2 separate regions of the Zea mays genome follow, and region 1 is linked to region 2. The links are chromatin contacts, called in public Hi-C maps. All regions are on one chromosome and are shown on one strand. The core of a region is the stretch at or near the end of the contact, and the rest is flanking DNA. Distances in the headings are between cores, read along the strand shown. Region 1 holds the start of LOC103650622 (transcriptional corepressor SEUSS). Region 2 holds the start of LOC103650617.

Region 1 (3,922 bases), core at 404-2,903, 360 kb before region 2:
GAGAATCTGCTGTTGTTGTTGATGTTGTTGCTGTTGCTGCTGCAGTTGCAAGAACAGCTGCTGCTGTTGTAGGAGGCTCAGCTGAGTAGCTGCAGCCTGGGGGTTCTGCTTAGACAGCTGCAACATATGTCGTTGCTGTTGATGCTGCTGTTGCTGCAGGACCACAGATGGATCGGAGCTTTGGTGCTCCATCTTGACAGCACCCAAGCTCCTCAGCGCTTGCAACTGCGGCTCAAGCTTCACACCGCCACTCGAACTGCGTTGCATCTGTGTGGAAACACTCTGATCCGGCTGCCCCATCTGCTGCTCCAGTTTGACCCCACCCAGGACGCCTCCATTCTCCAGCTTCACTGCAGGCTGCTGCTGCTGCTGAGTTTGTGGCATCATATGCTGCTGATTATATGTCATTGGCATTTGCTGTTGCTGCTGCTGTTGATTTTGTGAATCGTGTGGTGCATCCAGCTGCATCTGCTGCTGTTGTAAGCCGTCGGCACCAAGCTGATTGCCGAAACTACCAGGGGCGGAGGAGGAGGAGGAGAACACCATGGAATCGGGCCCTCCAGTGCCAACCAAATCACCAACACCATCAAGGCCGCCTCTGTGCTGCAGCCCACCGATGGGGAGACCGGCGCCGCTGCCCGGCATTGCCCCAGTCCCCCCATTCCCATACGAGTGCTGCCTGCTGAGCATGGACGCGACACTGGACGCGCCGGCCAGCAAGCCGTTCCCACTGCCGCCACCATACTGCGTGCGCGGCGAGACAAGGGACGAGAAGGGCGACGACTGCGAGGGCAGCACCCCGCCGGCGCCGACCATCCCCATCCCCGGCTGGTCGCCGCCTGCGCCGCCGAGGAGGCTGGAGGTCGTCCGGAGCAGCGACGCGCCCACCTGCTGTCCAGGGCCCATCGGGTTGGGCTGCCCCGACGGCACCATCTCCCCGAAATCCAGTCGGGGACCGTACCTTCACGCTTCACTCCGCGCCGCAGCAAAAACCGCCGAGATCCGCCGCGCGTCGGGGAACATCCGCCGCGGCGCGCGGCAAATCTAGGCGAGGCTGCGAGCGACTCCGGCGCCCGGCAGAAAACCGGAGCCGGGCGAAACGCGCGCGCCTCCACACGCCACCTTCCGTCCTGGAATCCCAGCGGAAGCGAGCGAGCGACTGACTGGGCGAGTTGCAGTGCAGTACTGCAGCACCGAGCAGAGGCCGGCCGAGCCCGAGGGCCGAGGGGCAAGGAAAGCAGGCGCGGGTTGGTCAGAACCGAAGCGCGCACGGGAGGTCCACAGCGCGCCCCGCGTCTCCAGAAGCAGAGCAGCCACCGCGGGGATTACAGCCCGCCTCCGCGCCACGTCGATCCGGGCCTCGACCCTCCGCGGCGGGCGCGCAAACGTGCCTCCTCCGGCGCCGAGGTGGCGCCGCCGGGCCGGGCCGGGCCGCACTCCGGCGAGGGCGACTCCGCTGGACTTCCCCGCGAGCAGGAGGAGGAGGAGGAGGAAAGCGGGAGCGGGAGCTACCGGAGGAAGGGAAGGGAAGGGAAGCGAACGAAAGGAAGGGGAGAGAAGGCAGTAGCAGTCAGCAGAGCAGTAGAAAATCCTGCGACTCGGGTGCGTGCGTGCGCGTGCCCCCGGGACCCGTCCTTGTTTGCGGACGTCAAAAAAACCTCGCAACCGCATTGGATTCCGTTAAGATCCGCGACCGCCGGACCGGCTGCCCGCCCTGCCTCGCTGACGCGCCGGTCCCACGTGGAATGTGGACCCCGAGGATGAGGGGGACGCGACGCGGCGGGTCCGCTACAGCCTCACCGCAGCCGCTCTTCCTCTCGCGTTCGTGTGGTGTGTGCGGCTTTCATCTCGCGTCGCGTGACGGGGCTTGGCTGTGGCCTGGCGTCTGCGGTGTCAGTGGTGGTGAATGGTGATGGGAGGCGTGAGGCGTCACGTCCACCACCCACGGCTAGTGCTGTCGCTCGCCGTGCCGCCGGCGGACGCTCACTCCGGTCATTCCTACTGTACTCCAACCTTGTCCACACCGGTGTGCAGCGTGCTAGTAGAAATTGGGGCGTAACCTGGTTTTCTTTTTTTTCCTACAAGCAAAGCCGGCGTCACCGGGACCGAAGGACAAGATTACCTACCAAATAACCGTAGAAAAAAAGCCTGGTCTTACGCCGAAACAGGCAAACAGTAGCCCGTTACATTACAGCTCACCTATCCTGTCAAGTTTATCCTCTCGTCACCACTATTCCATGTGACATGTGAGTCTGTTCGATTAAAACGGTTGTTTGCAGTTTGCATCACTGCATGTATAATCTATAAAGACAAAAACATTATATAAACAGTAGAAGCTTGTACGTGATGAAAGCTCTTATCTTTATTGATCTGTTTTTTATATATATAAAGATGAAAGGGTGCAACCAAAACGATGCAACCCCTAGTATTGAAACTCCCATAACCAAAAGAGTGCATTATGATGTTAATCGGGTCATACATCATAGAAACATATTTGCTCTCGTTCCTGTACGGTCCTGTTTATTTGGGATTATAATCCAAAATATTTTGATCTACACTTAGTTCAAAATGTTTTGGATTATATAGTATGTGCAGATTATAATCCTAAATAAACACCCCTTAAGTCTCTAAGCCATGTCATTCTAATTCCTTTAGCATATTCAAGAATGTTGAGTATGGTAGAGATTTGGTGAATAACTCATAAGATTATCACTCAAAATTTAGTTTGCAGTATATATCCTTTTTTAATGTAAGTTTGTGGTATATTTATATCCTAGCTATTTTGCAAACTCATGAGGATAAAATAACTTTGGGGCAATATGTTTTGTAATATTGCTCTTAATATATTATGTCTCCATGTGAACCACACATACATCATTATCTTCGGAGAAAATGGTTGGAGATTCAATGAAACCAATGCCACAAGATTGTAGTATATAGTTTATCATTCTGTAAAGTCAAACCCATTTCTGAGAGACTTCATATAATCGAGATAATCCATATGATTATTTACCAGAATGATTGGTGGACATCGTCATAGATATCCTTATTAAAGACGTCTCAAATGGGACCTTTTTCACATAATGAGTATACAAAATTTAACTATGAGCTGTCTTTTTTCAATAATAAAAATGTCAATATCTTGGTTTCTTTTGTAAAAGATACCCAGATCTATCCAGTAAAAGTCGAATCTCAATTTCTTTTGTAAAATATACTAAGATATCTTATGCCTTTAAGATAGCGAAAGATATCTCTTAACCCTAACCAATATCATTTGGTGGGAGTGACCCTATACCTTTGCAAATAGATTCATTGCAAATGTAATGTCCGACTGGATACTATTTGAAATATATGTAAGCGTACCAAAAGGCATTGATATATGAAACAACATATATCTTATCTCTATCTTCCCAAGGCTAAAGGGGGTCACCCTCTATGTCTAGAGGTTTAACTTTAGATGGGTATGAATTATTCACATAGTGATTCATCAATACATTTTGGATATAGACGTACTTTTATCCACAGTTGTCTAAAGACAATATTGAATTACAAACCCATATGCCCAATTCTAATATTTAGATTACTATATGTTATTTATCATTGACTGTCATTTTATGGGTATCAAATATGAATTAGGAATGTGTTGACATAGTTTTATGGTAATCAAACTAGTTTCACATGTTTTATAATAGATATATTGTTATGTCATAAAAAATCATATATGGTATACTAAGGCTGAGCGCAATGACGAACGCTAAAGAAAACGCTATATCTTTCGGTTACATATGAAGTATGAAGTATGAAGTAGACAAATGTTGCAGCGGCACTCCCTAACTGCTACCGCAAAATTAGAGAGAGCTTGAGAAACACTATTTGTAGAGTTTACTCCCTCCTTGCCGTACAACATGTGCAGTATGTGGTG
Region 2 (3,722 bases), core at 53-2,552:
CCCGTTTCTAACCGGTATAGGTCCTGTATATTCTGCAGCAAGGGTGTAGAATAGTATATAGATGAAAACGACGAGTCACTTAGCTTGTATTCTTCCACATGTACGTATATATAGGCTGGTGGAGTAGACGTGTTGCGCAATAGGCGGCAGGGAGAATGAAAAGCTAGTAGAGAACAGACTTGCTGGCAAGGAATCGAGGCGAAAGCGATGAGGACGATGTCGCGGAGATCCGAGGCGGCGTGGCGCGTGGCGGAAGCTCACGGGCGCGGGCCCCGGCCGGCGGGGTGGTGCGCTACGGTGGTGCCCCTGCCGGACGTGGATCGCCTCTCCGTCACAAGGGCCGTGTCCCCACCCAGCATGCAGATCAGCCACTCACACACAATAAAAGATCTCCTTTCCTTTCGCTCTATCCATTTCGCTGGTAGGTACCTCAAGTGTCACTGTATATTCGATCGGGGGCCTGCGTGCGTTGCATCATTCGCGCACGCAATAAAATGACCCCGTTTGCGTTACACGCTACGGCATGCATCGTGCCGCGTCACGTCACGTGTGTCATGCATGCAGCGCTAGCGTGCCGCGCGCAGCAACGGGCCGGTTAACCCCAGCGCGTGCACGTACGTACACGTACACGTGCGACAGTGAATCCCAACACATGCATGCATATTGGTCTTCCCTTCCTGTCACCGTGATCGAATTGCACTGGTACTGCATGCGGCTGCGTGCATACTAGCTCCTACATGTTTCGGATCCACGTGCATGCACGTAAGACCATGGTCGGCCGGCATGCATGCATGCAGCAGTATGGACGGGGAGCACGCACGCGGCCACGAGCTTATACAAACACTGAACGATAACCACCGGCCGCCGCCGCCGCGCGCGCGGCCGGTGGCGAGTCCAGGCCCGGCACGCAATATCCCCGCGGGAGCCGATGCGCCGACGACGACGCGGCGAGCCCCGATTGGACGCGGCGAGCTGACCTCCCGGGGGACGCCACGCACGACGTGTCCCTCCCGGCCGCCGCGCGCGCGGCACTTGACAGCCACACGTACAAGCACTGCACACAGCAGCACCTCGGGCCGGGACGCAACGAAGCCGGCCGGTCCAGGACGGCGACGGCGACGACGCATATGCAGCTGCAGGCGCCGCGTGGCCGCGCGCGCCCCCCACTCCCCGGCCGCCACGTGGGGGTCGGACCGCCCGTACGGGAGCGACACGTCCACCCGCCTTGCATTGTCTCTCGCTGTGCCCTGCTATATTTATACCCGGCCGTGGCTTCGTCTCTGTGGAGTGGACTCCATCGATCGGTCTCCAAAACTCGAACGCAGATCGAGGGCGCAGGCAGAGCTAGCAAATCATTTCGAATCAATATATACGTACGTACATACGTACGCTTGGAGTATTTTTTTTTCCGGATTTATATATACGGCCGGCCGGGTATATATATATATACTACCGATCGAGAAGAGGAAGAGGCTGGCTGCTACATCCATGGCGCCGGCGGCCATGGCGGCGACCGGCAGGGCGGAGGAGGCGGGGCGGATGTCGTCGTCCATAGAGTGGGAGCCCAAGACGCTGACCGTCGACCAGATCAAGTTCGCAAGGGTAAGCACAACATATACAGATTAATGTGTGTGATCTAAAATTTGTTGTTTTCATAAAAAAATTTGTATTTTTTTCATATACGCGAGTATCACACGTACTACTCGACTCGATTCATCTTTAGGCTTAATTTAGGTAATCTAGTATTAAACGCAATCCACATGTATTAAGAGTGGATTAGAGTGTAAATTAATTTAAGTTACACTCTAATACACCTCAATACAAATGGATTGAGGTCAGTATTAAAGTATTTAAATTAGGTCTTATGTGTACATGCATCTTACCCTCTCCATGCATGAAACATGGTCGAGTACGTATGTTTCATAATTCATACTATAAGAAATATAAGTACGTACATCGGTACATACAGAGTTTCCTATCTTCTTCCGGACTGTTATAAATTTATGTATTTTTCCTTTAATTTCGGAAGTACGTACTACGATAACTAATACTGTATTAGTGTAAGCATTATTATATTCCGAAATAGTTGGAGTGCACTGTTCCGTAAAATCTATTCAAATTCAATTAGGCAGTCCTCTCCACGTGTTTAGATACTACCATGCATTGCACCACTCCGTCTTTCCATGTAGTGACTCACCAACCTTGATGCACCCGAATAAATGTCAATACCAAGTACTCCCACTATATAAGGCGTAATCAGATCTGTTCAAAGACTAAAAAATATATTTAATTGTTTTTATACCATTGCATCGATATATCTATGTACATAGAAAACACGCTTTATATGGTAAGATAAGAACAAAAATGGTTACATCTTATATCCTAGGGACGAAGGGAGTAATGCGTAATTGAAAGACTTAGAATGTGTTTGGTTTGAGGTCAAAGTAGCATGAGGCGGGGCGGTATCGTCCCCTCGATTTTTTGGGATCACACCGCTATAAAGAATTACTTCAGTATTTAACTTGCCCCTGCGTAACTGTCATCCAAATACCGTCGAAATTGTGGCCGTCTCCTTTTATCCTTTCTTGTACATCCAACCAAACACACTTTTAAGTTTTTTTTTGTGCCGGTACATTTTAAGGTATATCCAGAAATATAAAGGTTGGATGCATTCATAATAATTTGTACGTACTAGATTAAAAAACAGTTTTGGTGAATTAACTTCCTTTAAAATAAAAAAAACACCGATTGCCTGCTGCATACAAACTACTCGTATACAATTTATTGTCTAGCTAGCTACCATCGGGCTTGCTTAAAATTGAATCTGACGATCGAGCTAAAAAATCTCTCTCTATATATATAGTTAAAAAAGTTACATGCTGCATATGCAATGCATGCGTTATTCTTTTGTTTTAGAAAAAGAGGAAATGAAACCTATGACGACGGAGTAATCAGGAACCGATACAAGCATATGCATGCATGACTGGCGTAGTACGCGCGCATGATGTGTACGTGACGGACGGGTCACCGTCACGCAACCTGGTCGTACATGTGCCCCATGCGCCCGACGTTGTCATCGGGTGCAGCTGTGACGGAGACGACGTGCCGCCCGGCGGCACAATAAACATCACCCTACCACAAGGTGGACACTCTCTCACCCCATATTTACAGTGCATCGAGTTGCTCCCCTATGGACTCTCTCTCCTCCGCGTGATGGCTAGATCGGCAGCAACGCAGCTGGATGTGAGGTAAAATAAATAATAAAATATGTGATAGTTGGTATAGGGTAGAGATTTAGGGTAAATATGACTGCGGGGGATTGTGTGATAGAGTAGAGAATCTTGCTGACCAGGATAGAATATTCTTTTTAGAGTAGAAATTTAGAGTTGCACGAGTGCGGATAGCCTAATTATTCTAGTTAATTCCTGCTGTGTGCTAGCTGTCACGACACGACTGTTCGTGTACTACGACGACGAGACGACCTCCCCTGCATGCGACTTACCCACCAAGTCGCATAACTTGTGATGACGACGGCTGTGACGTGTCTTTGCGTACGTACTTCACACGTATATATAGTTCATATACGTACGTACGTGTCAAAAAAAAAACCAACACTCGCGTTACGTAGTACGTCTGTAATAATCACTACTTAAACTAAATAAAAAATAGGTCTGAATTACTTAAGGAAGGAAACACGAACACGTCGTTGAATAACATAGCGC

The links. Hi-C and Micro-C count contacts between places; a contact is called where the count stands out from the background.
Region 1: a contact with region 2 is called in a Hi-C map of leaf mesophyll, with 2.9 times the contacts expected there. The contact joins the promoter of LOC103650622 here to the promoter of LOC103650617 in region 2. A contact is called at or near these places in 2 of 25 Hi-C or Micro-C datasets (ear and leaf mesophyll).

What each region holds. Positions count from the first base shown.
Region 1 is chr3:139,745,388-139,749,309 of Zm-B73-REFERENCE-NAM-5.0, reverse strand. It overlaps LOC103650622 (transcriptional corepressor SEUSS), which reads right to left and starts at 1,653. Exons shown (of 9, transcript XM_008676193.3): 1 at 1-1,653. The coding sequence starts at 933.
Region 2 is chr3:139,390,216-139,393,937 of Zm-B73-REFERENCE-NAM-5.0, reverse strand. LOC103650617 reads left to right here and starts at 1,302. Exons shown (of 2, transcript XM_008676189.2): 1 at 1,302-1,602. The coding sequence starts at 1,489.